Regions from separate parts of the Sus scrofa genome. Here region 2 is linked to region 1. A link is a contact called in public promoter capture Hi-C data. All regions are on one chromosome and are shown on one strand. Each heading gives the region's core, a stretch centred on a gene start, on an enhancer-like site or on the middle of the called end of the contact. The rest is flanking DNA. Distances are from core to core; before and after follow the strand shown.

Region 1 (4,673 bases), core at 1,623-4,122:
CATGTCATCTGCAAATACTGATAGTTTTACTTTGGGTGCAATTTTAAAAGGTATTGTATTTTTGTATTCCTTTTCTAGCACTTCATTGTTAATATACAGAAATGTGACAGATTTCTGAACGTTAATCTTATATCCTGCTACTTTTCTGAATTTGTTGATCATTTCGAGTAGTTTTTGGGTTGAGTCCTCAGGGTTTTCTATATATGGTATCGTGTCATCTGCATACAGTGACGGTTTTACCTCTTCTCTTCCTATTTGGATGCCATTTATTTCTTTTGTTTGTCTGATTGCTGTGGCTAGGACTTCCAATACTTACTCTGTTGAATAAAAATGGTGAGAGTGGACATCCTTGTCTTCTTCCAGATTTTAGTGGGAAGGCTTTCAGCTTTTCTCCATTGAGTGTTATTTTTGCTGTGGGTTTGTCATAATGGCTTTTATTATGTTAAGGTATGTTCCCTCTATATCCACTTTGGTAAGAGTTTTTACCATGAATGGATGTTGGACTTTGTCAAATGTTTTTTCTGTTCCACACATTGTGATTGGCTGTCTTCTTTATTTTTATTTATTTATTTATTTGTCTTTTTAGGGCCACACCCAAGGCAAATGGAGGTTTCCAGGCTAGGGGTCCAATTGGAGCTAGAGCTGCCAGCCTACACCATAGTTACAGCAATGCCAGATCTAAGCTCCATCTGCGACCTCCACCACAGTTCACAGCATCGCTGGATGCTTAGCCCACCTTGCGAGGCCAGGGATCAAACCTGCATTCTCATGGATGCTAATCAGATTCGTTTCCTCTGAACCACGAAGAGAACTACCTGGCATGTCTTCTAAGTCTCTTTCAGTGTATAGGTTTCCTCTCCATCTATTTCTTTCTGTGCAATTTACTAAGGAAACTCCAGTTGTTTGTCCAGTAGCATTTCCCATGACTGAATTTTTCTGAAAAATCCTTGTGGTGCAATTTAACATCCACAGGATTCTGAAATTTGGTTACAGGCATGGTTGATTATTTTTACACTTCTGGTCATCAAGTAACTTAACCCCACCTGCTCTTTCCCCCAAGAAATATTTCAGATAGTTTCCCAGATAACCTTTCCATTCATTGAGTTCCCCGCCCTAAATTTCCAGTTAAGTCATTTGCATAACTTTTTAAGGGAATGCACAACAAAGTGAAAAATGGTAGGGAAAAACCCAAACAAAAAAACCTGTGTATTTTATTTCCTCTAAATATCCGTTAGAGGGCGATATTTGCCTTAATGCTGTTGTATTTCCCCTAGTTCATTTTAAATTGCATCAAATGAGTTTTCGCATTTTTGACAAGTTGAACCTCCTTACCTACTTCGACTTGTCGCTCCTGCTTAAGATGTAGTTTTGTGTCTTCTCTTGATTTAGACTCTGCGGACTTGGGTGGTTCATTAGTACGCCCACCCTTGAAGCCGTCCCCAGTTTTAACCACGAGGCGGCGATATTGCATAAATAAAGACCCGCAGGAAAAAACAATCAGGCAAAACTGCCCAAGAAAAAGGAGTTTCACAGGAAAAGGCAGTTAATTTAAGAAGAGACAAACCAGACATTTCTAGTTCGTATCAACTCAAGGCCCAAGGTCAGGGCCATGTAAGATACAGCACAAAGGAGCTATTCTATTCCAGAGTGCGGGAGGAGGCTGACTTGGGGGAAACTCGCGCAGTCTCCTTGATTTTGCGGTTTCACACTGGAGGGGGCACAGCACATGCACGTTCGTGCACGTGTGTGAATAGTTACAGGACAACTGCGGGACGGAGTGGGGCGGGCGTGGATCTGCTAGAACCAATAAAGCTCTGATTAGGACGCATCTGAGACAGGTTTACAATGGTGTTTCTTGGATGTCAGCTCTCATTTTATTCAGAGGAAGGAAGTCCTGGGGCTGGGGGCGGGGATGCATATATTTCTCCCTTGTCACATCATTAGGAAGAGCTAAATTCAGCCAGGTGTTCCAATCCCAGGCCAGCGCTAGGGACGTTTCTCACCTTCACATTCTTCCAGTAATAACCCTACACATAGACACTGTGGGACACTGGCATCTCGATCAGAAAGGCACCTGATGGCAAGCAGCGTTGCACAGTTGTAACAGGGGAGTCAAGGACACTTTTGAGAATCTGATCTGGGCCTCTCCCCAGAGAAATACTCCGACTATTGCGTGTGTAATTTCAAGTGCCTGGGGAGGCAGGGGCGGAATCGCAGGCCTCCTGGAGCCCGTCGGTCTATCAGTTTCCAGGTTAAGAAGAAATTCTGTTCTGATTGGAGCCTAGATAGCAACGTCAAGAAAACCAGACGGATTTGGGAAGGGAGGCAAGTTAGGGGCGTTCCTCCTCTCTCCAAACACAACTGGAGTTTCGTCTCGGAGAAAAAGGGAGGGACTTGGCAGAAAGTCCTCGGAGAGGTGGAGCGCCAGGCTTGGACCCCCTCCCCCATGCCGAGGTCCCCTTCCCTATTCAACCTCCTTCTGCGACCCACGCCAGCATTGGCGTTCGGCAGCAGAAGGCTCGAAACGGAGCTGCGAACACTCAAAGCCCGGACGGCGGGAAGAGGACAGCGCACAGTGGCTTTTCCTTTATATTTTTCTTTAAATCGTGGGCTCCCGAGCCTCGCGTTTCAACCTCTCCTTTCCCAGTCTCTGCTCCCCACATCCCAGCTCCCAGTTCTCTCATTCTCCTTCTCTTCCCCCTCCTCCAACGTCCTCCCAGCCGCCTTTCTCGACCCTCGGCCTCCAGCCCCGCCTCCGCCGCCGCGGGGTTTCACCCGCGGCTGAGTGCAATCTGCATAGTGACCGCCCCTGTGGGAGATCATTGGTGCAACCCCTGCCCGTCACGGCCGATGATTGGTGGGCCCGCCGCTGGTTATTTGCATGTCGGCAGCAGCCGGGTACCCAGCTGTGCGGGCGGCCGGTTCAGCGCAGAAGTTTGCCGAGCGCTTTCAGGCCGGCTGGTCCGGGACTCGCGCAGCGCCGGGAGCCGCCTCCTTCTCCTGCCGCCGCCGCCCTGTTCTCTCGGGATTCCTTCTCTACGGAGGATAGACGCTCTGCCTGGGGGAAGTTGAAGTGGACTGGGGAGTGCTGAGGACGAGCAGCGGGGGACCGTTCCAGTGACAGCTTGGAATCGGGCCGCCAGACGCGGGGGGCTCCGGCAGCCGGGAATCTCGCCTACCTTCCCGCGGCCGCCGGAGCAGGCGGGCGGGCGATGCGGCGGCCAAGCCCCGCGGCGCCAAGAGGAAGGAGGGCGCCCGGGAGAGCTTAGAGCTTTTTCTGCCCACTTGGGGAAGGGCGCATGGAGTTGTGAGCGCCCCTCGCTCGGCGAGGCCGCCCCCGGCAGGCTCCCCATGGCCGGGACGTACAGTTCCACTTTGAAGACGCTGGAGGACTTGACCTTGGACTCCGGGTATGGGGCGGGGGACTCGTGCCGCTCTCTCAGTCTCTCGTCCTCCAAGTCCAACTCGCAGGCGCTCAACTCTTCGGCGCAGCAGCACCGCGGGGCGGCCTGGTGGTGCTATTCTGGCTCCATGAACAGCCGCCACAACAGTTGGGACACGGTGAACACGGTGCTGCCCGAGGACCCCGAGGTGGCAGACCTCTTCTCGCGCTGCCCGCGCCTCCCCGAGCTGGAGGAGTTCCCTTGGACCGAGGGAGACGTGGCCCGGGTGCTTCGCAAAGGTGCGGGCGCCCGGCGACTGCCCCTATTCTCCGCCGAGGCGGTCAGGCGCTTGGCGGGGCTGCTCCGTCGGGCGCTCATCCGTGTGGCCCGCGAGGCGCAGCGCCTGAGCGTGCTGCACGCCAAGTGCACCCGTTTCGAGGTGCAGAGCGCCGTGCGCCTGGTTCACAGTTGGGCACTGGCCGAGAGCTGCGCCCTGGCCGCCGTCAAGGCACTGTCCCTGTACAGCATGAGCGCTGGCGATGGGCTGCGCCGGGGCAAGTCGGCACGCTGTGGCCTCACCTTCTCCGTGGGTCGCTTCTTCCGCTGGATGGTGGACACCCGCATCTCCGTGCGCATCCACGAGTACGCGGCCATCTCGCTCACCGCCTGCATGGAGAACTTGGTGGAGGAGATCCGGGCCAGGGTGCTGGCCAGCCAGAGCCCCGACGGCGGAGGTGCTGGAGGCGGAGAGGTGTCCGCTGAGGCCTTGGAGATGGTCATCAACAATGATGCCGAGCTCTGGGGCGTCCTGCAGCCCTATGAGCATCTCATCTGCGGCAAGAACGCCAATGGTAAGCACACGGGCTCCCGACCCTCGACCCTCGTACGGGTGGGAGAGGAATCCGCCCTGGGCTACCCAGGGGGTGAATGTCCTAAGGCGAAAGAAAAGAAATTCAGGACCTGAAAGAAGACGTTTGGTCTACCAGTGGAGAAGTTTATTAACAGGCTTTTGGCTGAGCGTGTTCTTTGGGCGACTGACTTTTGCGGGGCAAGGTCGTGGTTGATCTTTTGCAACCTGTTCTGCATGGTGGTGTCACTATTGGCGGCTGTTCACTAATTGAACCTCTTGAGCAGCCCTAAACCTCTCTTGGCGTGAAGCTTACTACTGCCTTGTCGCGCTCTGCCTTGCTTGATGGATCTGTAGTTGGACCTGACTTTCCAAGCTTTCACCAAGTGAGCAGTTGACTAAAACCCTGTTTTGTATTAATACACAACCTTATGTGCTTTCTG
Region 2 (4,673 bases), core at 952-3,451, 340 kb after region 1:
CTCAGCTTTGAAAAATTTCAATGCCTATAAAAGAAGAAAACTTTAGAATCTAAAATCAACTTTGGACTCTAGGCAAGCAAATTCTAACAGAATATGGCATTAACCTTGTTGTACACCAGCTTAGCACCCTGAACACAGAAAGCATTTTGAATTTTTACTAAGAATGTGTATGCCATCACATGAATTAAGCTGGTCTTCTGCTAATCTTTTCAAATCCACACATTTCTCTGAAACAAGGGACTTTTGTTTTGGGCGACTCTGGCATACTTTTTCTCATGGTCTCTCTGAGTTACAGTGCTTCTTTTTTGTTGGTGTTGTCTTTTTAGGGCCACACCCATAGCATATCGTGGTTCCCAGGCTAGGGGTCGAATTGGAGCTGTAGATACTGGCCTATACCACAGCCACACCAACACAGGATCCAAGCCAGGTCTGTGACCTACACCACAGCTCATGGCAATGCCGGGTTTTTAACCCACTGATCAAGGCCAGGAATCGAATCCATGTCCTCGTGGATACTAGTCGGGTTCGTTAACCACTGAACCATAATAGTACACCTACACTGCTTGCTTCTTAAAAGCTTTCTTTTCTAAAAAGGAGGACTCAAAGGTGTTACAATTAGGAATTTGCAAGTAAAGAATCAAATTATACTTCAATATTGATTTCTAAAATTGCTTTTAAAGTTAAAACATATGAGGAGTTCCTCTTGTGGCACAGTGGTTAGCGAACCTGACTAGGATCCATGAGGACATGGGTTCAATCCCTGGCCTTGCTCAGTGGGTTAAGGATCTGGAGTTGCTGTGAGCTGTGGTGTGGGTTGCAGATGGGGCTTGGATCCTGAGTTGCTGTGGCTGTGGTATAGGTTGGCAGCTATAGTTCTAATTCAATCCCTAGCCTGGGAACCTCCATATGCAGAGGTGTGGCCCTAAAAAGACAAAAAGACCAAAAAAATAAAAACTAAAAAAAGTTAAAACATATGAACATAATCAGTATGGATAAACATCATTTTAAAGAGCTTTTAGTCTCCTTAGATGAGCGCTCATTTCTGCTGCTCACTCTCAGTTAACCACATCTGAGGTGGAAGACCTGTCATTTATACCTGATGACTATACCTAAGACATAACTCCTCATTGGTGAGATACTTTAGTTGAGGGCAAAGCATCCAAAAAGAAGCAAAAATCCAATTTTTGAGTGCCAGAAGCTGGATTTCCTCTTTGCCCTCCTCCATAATGCTTTTAATCTCCCAAGGCAGAAGGATACCCCAGGAAGACTAGGGTGGTGATCACGTGTTCTGACAGATGAAATACGAGAGCACACTCCACTTGCCAGCAAAGTGTCCCAATTAATACCTGCTCACTCAGATTTACAATAAAATTACACCTGCCCAAGATCCAGAGACCCTTCTCCCTCCCACAGGCCATCTTCTCTTTGCTACAATGGTGATAACAGCCAACACCCGTGAAAATGTACCATGTGCCATGTGGATTATCTCATTTAATTCTCACAAACAACCCTATGTTGCCAGTACTATTACTCACCCATTTTACTGATAAGGAAACCGAGGCTTAAAAGACGACCTGCTCTAGGTCATATACCTAGTAAGAGATAGAAGCCTATTTTATTTTATTTTATTATTTATTTATTTATTTGCCTTTTTCTAGGGCCACTCCTGTGGCATATGGAGGTTCCCAGGCTAGGGGTCAATTCGGAGCTACAGCTGCTGGCCTACGCCAGAGTCACAGCACCGCCAGATCCGAGCCTCGTCTGCAACTATACCGCAGCTCACGGCAACGCCGGATCATCAACCCACTGAGCAAGGTCAGGGATCGAACCTGCAACCTCATGGTTTCTAGTCAGATTTTTTAACCACAGAGCCACAATGGGAACTCCAGATAGAAGCCTATTTTAGCTACTAGCTGCTTTCCAGTTTTTACCTGCTAGTCTCCACTGCTTATCACCTGATCACTATATACACAATGGCTGCATTCCTAGACTGAACTGGCCAACTGGAGGAGAGGAGGTTTTCAGGACTTTTCTTACCAATTGTTACATATAGTGAAATCTCAGTGGACCTACCTATGGCTAAACTACAGGTGGCTAATTTAACAGATTTTATTGCTTCTAGAAATCTTGGCATCTTAATTACCTTAAGTGAAGATATCAGCTTTAAAAAGCCAAAGTATGTTGCAATGAAGTTACAGATTAACAAATCATTGTTCTGACCTTTATTTTCCCTTTACCCTAGTTTTCTCATCTATAGTTTATCCTTTTATATTTGATGCTTTTTTAAAGCTTCTGCAAATCCTTTTGGGAATGAGGTGGGAAGAGTTAGCAAATCTAATTAGCGAGTCAGTGAATCACTGTATTTAAAAGTAAAATGATAAAAATAAAAATCGTATACCACTTTGTAGTTTCATACACATTCCGTACCTTTGAGCTTTTCAGACATCAATTCTGTCTTTGTGTCACCAGGATCTGTCACCATTCATTCACTCAGTAAATAATTTTGGAACTTTAGAAAAAGTGATAGTACCAAGAGATTGTTCTCGAAGAGCCAACAGTGTAATGGGTAGTGTCAAGTCTCAGTAAATATTTGTGGAATATCTCTCACTTCATCTCCACAAAAGAACCTTATATGTAAAAATCAAAATTATTTCTAGTTTTTTTATTTTCAATAGCCAAGACATGGAAACAACCTAAATGTCCATCAACAGAGGATGGATCAAGAAGATGTGGTACATATATACACAGTGGAATATTACTCGGCCATTAAAATGAATGAAATACTGGCATTTTTAGCAACATGGATGGACCTAGAAATTATCATGCTAAGTGAAGTCAGCCATACAATGAGACACCAACATCAAATGCTTTCACTGACATGTGGAATCTGAAAAAAGGACAGACTGAACTTCTTTACAAAGAGATGCTGACTCACAGACATTGAAAAACTTATGGTCTCCAAAGGAGGCAGTTTGAGGGGTGGGGGGATGTGCTTGGTTGTGGAAGGGAAATCCTGTGAAATTGGAATGTTATGATCATTATACAACTACAGATGTGATAAATTCATTGAGTAATAAAGAAATGGCCAAAAAAAATTACTTCTAGTTTTTAGAAAGACACAGAAAGGCAATGTGTCTTGTTCATGGTGACTCACTGGAAAGAGACAAAGCTGAGTATTCAAATCCAAGTATTCTTGCCCCAAAGTTCTTGCTCTTTCTGAAAATTACATTAATACAAACCCCCCCAAAGCAGGTGAACATAGCTTTTCTCCCCCACTTGCCTACCATTTTTCTGAACAGCCACTGAGATGTCAAGGGAGGACACAAGAAAAGCAGGTATTTCCAGTCGGAGGCCTAGGGGCTCCCGGACACATGATGTTACCTATGCCAAGCCAAAGACTGCGTAACCATTCATCCCCAAACTTGGCAACTAAAAACAACAATGATTCCTTTTTCCTCATGATTCTGTGGGTTGACTGGGCATTCTTCTGCCCCAGGTGGTGTTGGCTGGTTTTATACATGCAGCTGGGTTTAGCTGGCATCCAGGCTAAGCTGGAAGGTCTGGGGCCATGATGATTGATGACCTTCAACTGTGGGGCCTTGATCTTCCTCCACAGGCCTCCTTCCACATGGTATTCGATCCTACAGGGCCTCCCCGTGCGGCCTTTCTCCATGAGATTAGCCTGGGGTCCTTCATGGCATGAGAGTGAAAACAGAGGGTGCTGGTACTTTAAAGGCCTGGACTCTGAAGTTCTGGAATGTTACTTTTGTTGCATTGTGTTGATCAAAGAAAATCATCTCAGATTCAAGAGGAAAGGAGATGGACTCTACCTCTTGCTGGAGGAGTGGGAGCTCTCATAGGAAAGGGAAGAACTGCTGGTAAGTATTTTGTAGGGAACCTGCCCCAGAGCCCTCCCTAGGACAATTATCACACCTAGTCTCCTTTGGGAAAGTGCAGATGCCAAGAATCATGCAAACCCAGAGCTGCTGGGGCCATCTTTGCTGCCTTGTGGAAAAAGCCTGCTTGACAACGAAGTCAGCTTAGAGCAAAGTACAGCAAGAGGTGGAGAAAAAAATGGCGAAACTCAGTTTTCTACCCGAGTGGAACAGAGAAGTCATAGAGCTAGTGGTTAAATAGCTTGAGATTTGGAGTTCTTCAACCCTGAGTCTATTAGCCATGTATTTTTGGGAAAGTTATATTTCCAGGCTACAGCTTCATCATCAATAAAATGAGGATACTAATAGGACCTGCTTTCATAGGATTGTGACAATTAACTGTGATGAGTTTAGCAAAGTGCTGGGCAGAGCATAAACACACCGTGAGTGCCTGTTGTATACACTGAGGTGCACTTGGAACCTCTGCCCCATGGAGAGGCTCCCAACTGTGCTGGGATCTTGAAGGTCACAAGTGAGCTTCCAATCTTCCCTTGGATTAGAACTCCTTTAAGGAGTTCCCATCATGGGAACAGCGGAAACGAATCCCACTAGAAACCATGAGGTTGTGGGTTCAATCCCTGGCCTCACTCAGTGGATTAAGGATCTGGCATTGCCATGAGCTGTGGTATAGGTCAAGATGCGGCTCAGATCTAGTATTGAGGTGGCTCTGGCGTAGGCTGGCAGCTATAGCTCTGACTGGACCCCTAGCCTAGGAACCTCCGTATGCCACTAGAGGGC

Evidence for each region. Promoter capture Hi-C pulls out the DNA fragments that hold promoters and counts their contacts.
Region 2: a contact with region 1 is called in a promoter capture Hi-C map of liver, with 4 times the contacts expected there. The contact joins the enhancer-like site here to the promoter of ABTB2 in region 1. A contact is called at or near these places in 4 of 5 promoter capture datasets (fetal liver, fetal skeletal muscle and liver) and 16 of 47 Hi-C or Micro-C datasets (alveolar macrophages, embryonic fibroblasts, fetal heart ventricle and 10 more).

Annotation. Positions count from the first base shown.
Region 1 is chr2:26,576,654-26,581,326 of Sscrofa11.1, forward strand. ABTB2 (ankyrin repeat and BTB/POZ domain-containing protein 2) reads left to right here and starts at 2,873. Exons shown (of 17, transcript XM_003122881.5): 1 at 2,873-4,234. The coding sequence starts at 3,352.
Region 2 is chr2:26,913,365-26,918,037 of Sscrofa11.1, forward strand. No RefSeq gene overlaps it. Among named protein-coding and RNA genes, the nearest start is that of CAPRIN1, 40 kb to the left of the region's middle. Within about 2 kb of position 2,202, at least 2 of the 83 cell types and tissues checked have an H3K27ac peak or open chromatin away from gene starts, as enhancers often do. A contact at or near this core is called in liver, where this site is marked.